2 separate regions of the Mus musculus genome follow, and region 1 is linked to region 2. The links are chromatin contacts, called in public promoter capture Hi-C maps. All regions are on one chromosome and are shown on one strand. Each heading gives the region's core, a stretch centred on a gene start, on an enhancer-like site or on the middle of the called end of the contact. The rest is flanking DNA. Distances are from core to core; before and after follow the strand shown.

Region 1 (6,019 bases), core at 2,233-4,732, 500 kb after region 2:
GCATTCCCACTTTTGTTGGATTCCCCCACCAGACGGGCAGCCCTCCTGGCTCCCCAAACCCACTTCATTTCCCGAACTTGCAAAAGGCCTTCCATGCTCCAACCACAGCTACTCACTGAGGAACTTCACTGGCCACGGGGCTCTCACAGAGAACGCAGCCTTCAGGGGAGAACAAAAACAAGAACGGGGTGTTTGTCAGGTGATTTTTCTTCCACGGCCCCTGTGCCCCACGGCCTGCACTGATCAACCTGGACCCACCACTGTAAGTCCGCTCTCACTGCTGTCTCTAGAAGACTTCCGGACACACTGCAGTAGAGAAAATTCTAGAAGGAGACATTCAGCTGCCTTGTCCTTCCAACCTGTTCCTCCTCCCTCAGAGGTGTCAGTCCCTCACACCCTGGGTCTTGCTCTCTATCCTAAACTGCTCCCTGAAGGGAACCCCTGACGCTTCTTAGGGTGGGGTGCCTTTAAAGAACCAACAGGCCATCTGAGGAGCCGCCTGCCCCCAAAGAAATAAACATCTAAGGTTCTGTAGCAGTATGAACCCATTCCTCCCGCAGAGCCTTCCAGTGGCCAAATCCCTTCCCATATTCAAATGCTGGGGGTAGGAGGGGCGGGGGAGGGAAGGGACGGGGGGGGGGGGGCGCGGGTGTCTGTGCCTCCTCACAAGCTATGCTTAAAATACGGGGCTAGGACAGCAGACAAAGAGAGCATTCTGTGTAATTATATTGATATACAGTTCTAAATGTGCAAACCCCTCAATAGAAGACAAGGCGAAGCAGGAGACAGCAGGGGGCAATTTCAGACCCCATGGAAATGCTAGTGGTGATAGACAGGTGTTCACTATCTTCATTGGTGATGGCTTGTGTGTGTATCCAACTGAGTATTTTAAAGGTATAGTTCTCTCTCTCTCTCTCTCTCTCTCTCTCTCTCTCTCTCTCTCTCTCTCTCTCTCTCCCTCTCTCTCTCTCTCTGTTTTTCAAGACAAGGATTTTCTGTAGTTCTGGCTGTCTCAGAATTTACACTGTGGATCAAACTGGCTTCGAATTTAGAGATCTGCCTGCTTCTGCCTCTTGAGTGCTGGGATTAAAAATCACGTGCCACCATGTCTAGGTGTCTTTTAGTATACTTTAATCTCAGCAAAGCTATTAAAAGTAAATAATCATGTATGTGAAGTTGAAAATTGTGTCCTCCCTAGAAAAGGTACAGGGAAAATCTGCTACTCATTCACGTCATGACATTTCTCTGTTGTTTTATGCGCAGAATTATGTTTCCCTTTTAATCTGGAAACCATGACCTTTTGTTCAAGATCATCTTTATAATATGTTGTGAATACAAAATAAGAGGAAACTGTCTGGATCACTTTTCAGGAAGAAATAGGCAAAGAGGAAAAAAAGGGGTATTGAGACAGAGGGAGGAGAGAGGTAGGGAGGCAGGGAGGGAGAGAGGGGGAAAGGAGGAGGGAGGAGGGAGGCAGGGAGGAAGGGAGGGGGAGGGTAGTAGATACTTCCTGGGTAAATAGCTAGTCTAAGCTATAAACACCGTGTTAAGTCTCCAACAGACTGTGCCCTGTCAAGCTATTAAAGCCACGCTCTGGATAACCTGCACTATCTGTGCCCCAAATCCCCCATCCCTGGACGCTTCCATTTCCCACAATGAGCTACACTAGCTGTGGTCAGGTGGATGAAACAGATCCATCACTGTGACGGCTAGGAGCATACTCCTTGAGTATGGACAAGATGCAAATGGAGTTAGGATGATGGAGTAGACAGAAAACACTCCCCACCAAATGCTTACCACACACGAGCCAGCCAGGACAGCTTACACACCGCTGTCCAGGCAGAGCTAGTGGCTGCCCCTAGCGCTTCCTCTTCTTTGATACCCCAAAGTCTGAGTTTATTACATCCTTGGTGACCAAATCACATGGGAGCTTCCTCCGAGGTCTTAGTAAAGGGAAGTTGGAAAGGGGAAATTCCTGCCCCCCTGCCGTTTTAGTAACCAGAGGCCGCAAGAAGAGATCACTTGTATATACACGGGCCCCATCTTTTGATTTTTAAGACAAAAGAAAAAGAATCTTCTTCAACAAGTAAGTAAATGCATTTACTATTTATCATGCTATGGGACACCTTAGTAGAACACGCTATCTTCAGCCTTATCATATGCATATTTTGTTGTTGTTGTTGTTGTTGTTGTTGTTGTTAAAGACAGGGTCTCATATATGCCAGGCTGGCCTCAAACTTTCAGTGTAACCCAAGATAATCTGGAACTCCCGACTCCTCTGCTCCCACCTCTCCAGTGCAGGACACTGTTTATACCGTGCTGGGGAATTGAACTCAGAGCTCCCTGCATGTCAGCTAAGCATTCTACCGACCAAGTCCCATGCCCAGTCCCTAACTCCCCAACTTCACTGCTTTTTAAACATACATACAATCATAACTTGCCCTCAGAGCAGTCTCCTGGGGTCTCTTATTCTCAAGGCTGCGGCATTCCAACACTGTTAGAAAAACACCATCAGGATTCTTTTGTGTTTCCTAGATGCAAACATTTTTGTAGGGCGAAGTTGAGGTTTTTCTAATCAAGAAAATGCCGGTAACAAGTCTCTTCAAGCTAACTGGTTGGCTAAGGGGTATCTCTCCAAAAGAAGAGATCCACATGTCAGGCCAGTTGTAGGCATGATGTCTGTCTCCCTCCCTTTCTTTCTTTCTTTCTTTTTTTCTTTCTTTCTTACTTTCTTACTTTCTTTCTTTTCTGTTTTTTGGTTTTTCGAGACAGGGTTTCTTTGTATAGCCCTGGCTGTCCTGGAACTCACTCTGTAGACCAGGCTGGCCTCGAACTCAGAAATCTGCCTCTGCCTTTACCTCCTGAGTGCTGGGAATTAAAGGTGTGCACCACCATGCCCGGCTGGGATGTCATTCGTTTTCATTTCTCAATTTTGATACTTTATGGAAGAAAAAAGAAAAGATAGACAAGCCTCTTCATGTAATACTCCATAGTCTCAATAAGTGGTGTTCGTAACGTGGCTTCTCTTTCCTTACCTTTTACTGGTAGATTTCTCGGTTGATTGATGTCCCTGTAGGACTTACTGGGTTTAAGATTCTTGGTTTCCTGTTTTAAGATATAAAGAAACCATTTCCTAACTAAAACACTGCCTTGGACAAATATACTTTTGGCAGTCACTCTGTGTCCAGAATGGAATTTAAGCTTTCATGGCCTAGCTGCTAGTGAAGGTTCTCTGCTTTTTTTTGGCTGTTGTATGTGAAATGGGGTTGGGTGGGAACCACCTCACTGTGTTCTAGTGTTAGTCACCCCACCCCCGCAAGCAGAATCCTTTTACCCAGCTTTTTCACCCAGCTGTGCTCACCCGGTGCTCAGAACAGGCCTGGACAAGTCACCTCCCCTAGAGTTCTGGGGACCTTTGAGTTGCCCTCATGGCCACACCCTGATTCAGAACTCTCACTCTGTCGTAAGATAGAGCTACTGGGGAGTTTTATACCTCAATAGACTCTTACTAGTTTCTCTTTTTCAGGTTGTGAAACTCAACCTTCAAAGACACTCTGTTCCATTTCTGTGGACTAATAGGATCATCTTTAGCATCTGCCGGGTGGATGCCATCCAGGCTTCTTTTTCTACATCTCTGTTTCTCGATTTTTGTGAGCCTAGGAGGTGCCTAAGCTCCATTGGCTCTAGATTCCTGGCTTTCCCCATCATGTTCTCCAAAGCATCTGAAGCTATGGCTTGCAATTGTCAGTTGATGCAGGATACACCACTCCTCAAGTTTCCATGTCCAAGGCTCATTCTTCTCTTTGTGCTGCTGATTCGTCTTTCACAAGTGTCTTCAGGTAAGGAAAGAACTTTCAGGAACTTGACTTAAGCTCGCTGGGGTTTTGAGGGAGATGATGCTGTCTGTGCCGTATCTCTCCATTCACTTTGTGACACTCCCCTGTTCCCTTTGTGAACTGGAGAGCCCTTCAGAGTATCCTCTGGAGTACTTTAAAGCTATGAAAGTTCTGGTTCGATGAGGTTAAAGGATGCGGAGGGTCACACAGAAAGTTATACAGCAACTTAAAGCAAGAACTTCAACTCTAACACAGAGGTGGGGACATTGCCATTTCAACAACACATAAAACCAACGAGCAGCTTAGAGCTGTGGCCTCCTTCATCGCTATTAGATGTTCATTTACATCTTGTTATGTGCCAACAGCGTTGGTCTGGGGGTCTGGTTTCCAAAGTGCGTTTCTATGATACAACTTAATTAATGTAACCTACCTCTAAGATAATGTTGATCTTTTTCTTTGGGGTGGGGTGGGGAATTGAGACACTTCTTAGTATGGAATCTTTCTCTTAATATTTCTTCTTAAGTGTTGCTTTCTTCCTCTGGCAGCCAACACCCAAGATGTAGCACAAAAAATTAGCCTTTAAGATATTTCTAACGGGCTGTGTGTTTCCTATGATGTTCTTCAAAGAATATTTTGTTCTCGATGCATTTCTGCTTCTATGAAGGCAGTCTTACAGAAGCTACACTTCCAGGATTATTCAGAGGGCATGGGAGATCTGTGCAAGCCATGCCTCTATGTACTTGGACCACCATGTCCTGCATTACTATTTTTTTAATGGGGTAGCTGACACATGTAACTTTTTAAGGTCAGAAAACAAAAGATCTGCTTTCTAAGGAGTGGTGTATACATTGGTTTCTCACAAACAAGGAGGAAGCTGGACTTCCGGAAACCGGACTGTCCGAGGCCCTGCTGTAAAGCAGCTCACCCAAAACCCTGCCCTGAATATGAAAAACTGTGAGAGACAAGGAGAGGGCAGGGAGAGGGAGGATGAAAGATGCATAGACCACTGGCTACAAGTAGTGGCAGTTTTAAATTTTCTGTTCCAAGTTGTGAAACTTAGTTGCAGAACCCAGAGTACCATGACGTAAGTCCTCATTCACACTTCAGGTTCTGGACACGGTTAAATGTCCAATAATAGCCGGGTGTGGTGGCGCACGCCTTTAATCCCAGCACTCGGGAGGCAGAGGCAGGCGGATTTCTGAGTTTGAGGCCAGCCTGGTCTACAAAGTGAGTGCCAGGACAGCCAGGGCTACACAGAGAAACCCTGTCTCGAAAAACAAAACAAAACAAAACAAAAAAAGTCCAATAATTACATAGTTACAATCTTTTTCTGGAAATTAGGGGGGCACCCTCAAACTCAAGTCTTCAGGAGAAAGTATAGAAACCCAGAGACTGGGCTGGGAGTGGATGGGTGGGTATTGTGGAAAACTTTCAAAAAGTTAGAGAAGAACTGGCAAAATTTAAACCAAGCAATTTAAAACCATTGCACCAGAAAACTTGGTCAGAATTAAGCCAAAGTGATACATTTTTAGCCATCAGGAAAGTACTGTGTGCTATGGCTATGCCCGGTTCTTTCTGCTCTGAGTCAAAAAATAGTCTATGAATATCTTAGCTTTGAATGTCCACCTATCTCAGAGGTTAGTTGAGCCTGAGATTCGTGTCCTCAAACAAGTTTGCTTATGTAAGTCCTGCAGCTAACCCCTCAAGAAATAAGGGGGTCCTGAGATTCGTGTCCTCAAACAAGTTTGCTTATGTAAGTCCTGCAGCTAACCCCTCAAGAATAAAGGGGTCCTGATTACTGACACTGAGGATCTGAGAAAGGAGGGAGTAGGGGGGTTGGAGGAGAAGACCTGACGGAGGCAGATGGCAATGGAGGATTCGGGGGGCGGGTATCAGACTGACAGGGTCTCATGTAGCCTAGGCTAGCTACCCTTACTCACTAGGTAACGAAGGATGACTTTGAACTTTTGATCCTCCTGCCTCTACCTCCTAAATACTAGGATTCTAGACATCTACTACCATGCCCAGTTTGTGCAGTATTACAGATCAAACCCAAGGGTTTCTTACATTCTGGGCAAGCACTTTGCCAGTTGGGCTACATTGAAGCTGTGTGGCTTGTTCTTTGTAAGCATTGAATTCAACAAATAGCAGGCAGTTTCTGGGTACAAAGATGTGTTTGTTGG
Region 2 (6,102 bases), core at 155-2,654:
AGAGGGACCAGGAACAGATCCTGGCTCTACCGCCACAGAAGCTAAGATTCATAGAAGGGAAATATTATTTGAGTTGTCATTTCCAAGGGATTGGACAGGGAGCTAAAACTAGATGTGGTGTCATGAGGCCAGATGCCACTGGCGTGTGGGGACAGGGCAGGGAGAGAGATGCGAAGCAACAGTGAGATCGTGCATAGAGAAGGTCTTTCTTGGGTCCTGCGTGTGGGATGGGATATGGGTGAGAGTGTGTGGAGGTTAATGAGGCAGTAGCAATAATCCATAAGAGCAGCCTCAGCTCAGTGGTTTGGCGCTCTTTAGCCATGTGGCAGACAGGCCTAGATGGATATTCAGCCTGGATGAACTGCTCACACCATGCGTGTGTGTGTGTGTGTGTGTGTGTGTGTGTCTGCGGATTCACATAACTAGCCAGGCATAGTGGACAAGCCTTAGGAGTCAGAAGCAGGAGGCTCATGAGTTCAAGACCAGCCCAAAATAAAATTTCTGTCTGAGGAAACCAAAAATAAATAAGCATCTTAAAATAAAAATAGATAAGACACATGGGCCAGCAAGATAACCAAGTGGTAAAGGCACTTGCCACCGAGCCTGACCTCCTGGGTTCAATCCCCCGGGGCCCATATAGTAGAAAGACAGAACTGTCTCCCATAAGTTGTCCTCTGACCTCCACATGCGCACACACAAGCACACTAGATAGATAGACAGACAGACAGACAGACAGACAGACAGACAGAAAACAGAACACAACTGTCGTTGCCCTATTACAGCTGATGATGAATGAGATTTACTGAATTGGGAGGAGGGTGTTTTAACTCTCTTACCACATAATGAGATCCTTGAAACTTAAAAAAAAAAAAAAAGATTTGTTTTTATTTTCATTGGTGGTTTGCCCGTATGCATGTCTGTGCACCACGTGCATGCAGTGAGTGCCCTCAGAGGCCAGAAATGGACCCCAGATCCCTAAAACTGGGAGACGTGAGCTGCCATGGAGAAGCTGGAAATCGAGTCCTGGTTCAGTATTCTTAGCCACTGAGACGTCGCTCCAGCCCCTCTTCTTGAATTGTTAATACTTATACATTTATTTATTTATTAGTGGTACTGAGGGTAGACCCCAGAGCCTTGCTCGTTCCAGGCAATTAGTCTACCACTGGCCACACCCCGGGGCCCCTGAGGGTTTTCATCTTTGCCCTCCATTGTGCCCAGACTATGCTGTTTCCCGAAGGACCGCTTCAGCTGGTCTGGAATAAAATCAAGTACAAGGATAAGCTCTTGGAAGACAGACAAGCTCTTTCCCCTCTTTAACACAGCTTCAGCTCTACAGACTGTGCATAGCAAAGCAGCTGCCTTAACTGTGACCCTTTGGCCCACTGCTTACTCCCTCCCCAGACACGACATGGCAAGTTCCCGAAGCCCTTCTGCCTGTAGTTTTACTGAACCTTCGTCTCAGTCCCAGCGTTCTACTGAAACCATCTGCTCTGGGCACACTACTGGCCATGTGCGCTGTACTTTTAGAAGGCCTTTGTGCATTCAAGGTTTTACGTGGGTGACTGTTGTTTATACAATTAGCTACTGGAGCCAGCATGGTAATGCAAGTCTTCACTCCCAGCTCTCTGAGCAGGCAGATCTGTGAGTTCAAGACCAGATTCGTATACACAGGAGTTCTGGGTCAGCTGGGAGTAGATAGACACCCTGTCATTTAAATTAAACACACACACAACACACACACACCCCAAATTGTCACAGTGTGCCAGATACTATCTAGGTTCTGTGTGGGTCAAAAAAATGGGGTCCCGAGTCTGGGTCGCTGGGCGTGGTGGACGCAGGGAGTTTGCCACAGGACCTCCGCTTCAGGGGTGAGGAAGGGGCAGTCTGGGGGTCCCCACGGACCTGTCAGAGTCAGACTCCAACTCTTGGGTACCACAGACGCTGCTAGGTACCAGGGAAGAGCCAGTTCTGGGGTCCCTGGGCCCCACGGAGGCCAGGGATGTCAGGTTCTCAGGTCTGGACACCACAGTCGCTGCTGGATGTTGCGGAAGAGCTGAGAATGGGTGGGGACCCACAGGTGGACTTTGGCCTGGGAGCTGAAGGGGAAAAGGCAGGAGGAGAGCTCCAGCTGGTTAGTGTGGGGAGGAGAGTCTTGGCTGGCTCAGAGGGCTTGCTCCATGGGCGGCTTGGGTTGGTGGTGGGGTTAGATTCCTGGCTTGTTAGGGGAAGACCTGCTCTGCGGATCCCGATGAGATGAGACAGTCCCTGGTTTTAGGGCATTTATTGTAGAAAGGCGGAGAGAGGGAGAGAGTAGAGAAGTAGAGGCCAGCCAATGGCCACATGAAGAGAGAGAGGAGAAGGGAAAGCGGAGAGAGGGGGAGCAAAGGAGCAAGAGAATAAGAGATAAGAGCGGGAGGAGGGGGCAAACAGCCCCTTTTATAGTGGGCTGGGCCATCCTGGCTGTTGCCAGGTAACTGTGGAGAGGATCATACCTGGCTGTTGCCAAGTAACTGTGGGGGTGGAGTCCACACAGAATACCAGGAGCTTGGGGCATTGCCTATGTAACTGATAGCCACACACCTCTCTTTGGGGGCGGGAGGGCTGTGGGAGGCTGTAGCTGTGACAGGAGCCAGGGCCACTTTATATCCCTTAGGGTCACCGGGATTCCAGGCCTGTGCTCAACTGAGGACCAGGCTGTCTGTGTACAGCTCACTGCCCCACAGTTCTGGGGTCATATTAAAGGAGAAACTAGACACACACACCGGGGGGGGGGGGGAGGATGGGGGGGAGAGAGCATGAGAACACAAAAAAATCACATTCTTCATGGAATTTGTTTTCTCAAAGTATGAGTCAGAAAATAATAAATATATGGGATTTTAGTGAAGAGAAATAGTGAATATGAGTTCTTAGGATAGGGTAGTTTAGACAGTGTGGCCAGATAAAACCTGACTGAGAGGTAACACTTGAGAATAGATTAGAATGGCTTGGGAAACAAGTCATTAGGAAAAACCAACCCTGACAGAGGGAACAGAGAGTATGAGACCCCTGAAGAAGGAACATGCCCACTGTTCAAAGAAAAGGAAGGAGAGAGATATGGCTGGAGCAGATTAAATGAGCCAAAATAGGAGCAGATGAGATCAAAGAAGCAATCCATGGGCACTCTATAGGTCGATGTAATTAGTGTGCCCTGAATGTTACGGGAAGCCATGGTGGGATTTGGAGCTGAGAAAGAACATTGCTTGACTTCCACTGGGTAGGAAGTCTAGCTGCTGTTTTATGAATAGAATATTAACATTTAATGGAGCTGTGCAGAAAGACCTTAAATAAAATCATCCCTCTGGGTGCCTTCATCCAGGCACCTAAATGGTAAAACTTAGAAGTTCCTCGGAAGGCTTGGACAGCGCCTCTTGGCTACCTGCTACTCTTGGGTAGGAAGTGGGCACCAGCTGGGCTGGGGTTCCCCTGCAGAGTATGTCCACATCCACCCCTTCTTCTTCATGTACTCTGCCACTGGAGGGCTGTCAACACAGAGAAGAGGCTCTGGAGGGACAGGGCCCTTCATTGTCTAAGAGAAGAGAAACTTGGTACCGAGAGGGTTGAATGCTTTATCCTAATGGTACTAGTTTTGTTTATTTGAGAGAGTGAGTAGGTGGGGGGGGGAGGGGAGAGGGAGGATTAATACGAATAATTGAAGTGGCCATAGGTGGTGTCAAATACCTCTGGAGCTAGAGTTACAGATGGTTGTGAGCCAACTGGTGGGAGCACTAGGAACTGAACCCATGAAACTCTGAAAGTTCTAACCACTAAGCCACCTCTCCAGACCCTCCGATGTACTATCAGGTATACCTGGGGACAGTATTGGCTACAGGATAGAAACGAAAGGAGCAAAGAAAGTCAGGTTCCAGCATTACTGAATAACGATAGGACATGTTCAAACAGTATAAAAACCGTTATTCAGGAAGAGAAAGATTGCTGAGTTTCTCTACATTGAAACTAAAAAGGTGAGTGTGGTGGTGCACACCTTTAATCAGAGCATTCGGGAAGCAAAGGCAGGGGGATGTCTGTGAGTTTGAGGCCAGCCTGCTTACATATTGAAATCCAGGACAGTCAGGAGTACATAGAGAGATCGTGTAGATAGATAGATAGAAGACAGATAGATAGATGATACTGGAATTCTCTGTTTGTTAAAAATGCTACTTTAAAAAAAATGTAGCCAAGCTGTAGAGTGAGAGAGTATACTCATAACATACATATATCAGTAAAGGATTTTTATCCAGAATGAAGAACTATAAATCAATAACAAAAACAGGAAAAACACCAATTTTTCTTTTATTGAAGATAGATTTTTTTTCTCATACAATATATCCTGATCATAGTTTCCCTCTCTGCTCCTCCCAGTTCCTCCCTCCTCCACTCTGCTCTAGATGCACTCCCTTTCTGTCTCTCATCAGAAAAGAACAGGCTTCTCGGAGATAATGACCAAACATGACAAAATCAAATATAGTAAGATGAAGGAATTTTTAAATGGATAAAAGATATGCAGTAACACTTCCCAAACAAATATATCCAGCTAGCCAATACACGAATAATGGTTGGTCGGAAACATGCAGACTGAAGTCACAGGAATAACCTACATGCTTATTCAATGTCTATTAGGGAAAAAATGGACAAAATTAAGTTTGGAGAAGATGAAGAGCAATAGGAATCCCAACGCATTGTTATGGAAGCATAGTTGCTTAACTAGAGAGATGTCCCAGACGCCTCATGATTTCAGGCATTGTGTGAATACCATAACACATTACACAGCCTAGACAGCCTAGTCTACTAGAGATGTAGGCTCTAGAGACCACTGCTGTGCATGCAGTCTGTATTCACGTGGTGTCTGAGTGTATATATAGATACATTCACTTTGTAAAACTGTCTAGCAAAATCTATAAACCTTGAACATATTCATACCCTGTATGTCTGAAATCCCAGCAAAACTACACATATTGCTACCAAAATATACTTACTACTATATTCCTAACAGTACTATTTATAACAAACCTATTTCAGACCATTTTGTATTGCTGTAACAGAACATCTAAGGCTAGAACATCTAAGAGCTTTATTTAGCTCATGATTCTGGGAGCTGGAAAGTCCAAACAGATTAGTGCTACTATTGGGTAAGGGGTCCCTGGCTCTATCACAACATGACAGAAGAACAGAGAACTAAAAATACCCAAAAGAGGTCAAGTATGTGGGGGTCATCTTGATTTATACCAGTTGACTGTCATGTTAACCAACTAAGATCAAACCTGTCGCCAGAAGGTGGACATTGATCCTCTCTAGACTGGTGCTTACAAGACCCAAATCACCCTTTGATATTGACATCCTCTCTCAACACTGTTGCCCTGGGAACCATACCTCAATATCAGTTTGGTTTAAAACAGCCTGTATTCACACCCTAGCAGAGCTGTGGAGAAGCTGGAAGCAGCAGCTCAAATGTCCATCAACAATTTAATATCTCAGTACCTTCAGAGATATCCCATGACTCTGTACTACACAATAAATGACCGTGGTCTACAACTACCTACCATAGTACAGATGACTCTCAGAAAAATCTTATTGATCAGTCTTGCACGCGCTCAACTGGCCAGGAAGAACGATGCTGCAACAGGATCCTTCTGCACACGTTTATTCAGTCCTGTTTCTTCTTGTTTATATCTCTCTTGTTTATATCTCCCTTGTTTATATCTCCCCCGAACCCTGGGCCTCTCACTCTTATATACTCTCAGTTCACATCCACGCACAGCAGGCCACGCCACCTCACCAGGCACGCAGCTTCAGCTAATCAGGGCAGCAGGGGCATATCTCCATCAAAATGGATTCACTGGTATCCTGGTACACCTGCGCAGCTCTCAAGATGTTTGTGGCTTATATGAGGAAGTCAGGTGCAAGTCATATGACTTAGCTGCAGTCCCTGGCGCCTTTGGGACTGCCGCCACACCCGCTCCTCACAGATCAGGAGAAGCCAGACATGGAGATTATACCCTGTGTGATTCCACAGGCAAGCTAACCCATCAGAAGTCAGGACAGAACCTGGGTCAGAGGGAGAGAAAG

What was found. Promoter capture Hi-C pulls out the DNA fragments that hold promoters and counts their contacts.
Region 1: a contact with region 2 is called in a promoter capture Hi-C map of the 3T3-L1 cell line, with 2.7 times the contacts expected there. The contact joins the promoter of Cd80 here to the enhancer-like site in region 2. A contact is called at or near these places in 3 of 39 promoter capture datasets (the 3T3-L1 cell line, hippocampal neurons and liver) and 4 of 115 datasets of contacts at active chromatin or transcription factors (double positive thymocytes, embryonic forebrain and embryonic stem cells).

Annotation. Positions count from the first base shown.
Region 1 is chr16:38,455,451-38,461,469 of GRCm38.p6, forward strand. Cd80 (CD80 antigen) reads left to right here and starts at 3,483. Exons shown (of 5, transcript NM_009855.2): 1 at 3,483-3,839. The coding sequence starts at 3,731.
Region 2 is chr16:37,954,372-37,960,473 of GRCm38.p6, forward strand. All of the region lies in intron 3 of Gpr156 (G protein-coupled receptor 156), which reads left to right. Among named protein-coding and RNA genes, the nearest start is that of Gm36225, 31 kb to the right of the region's middle. Within about 2 kb of position 1,405, at least 37 of the 459 cell types and tissues checked have an H3K27ac peak or open chromatin away from gene starts, as enhancers often do.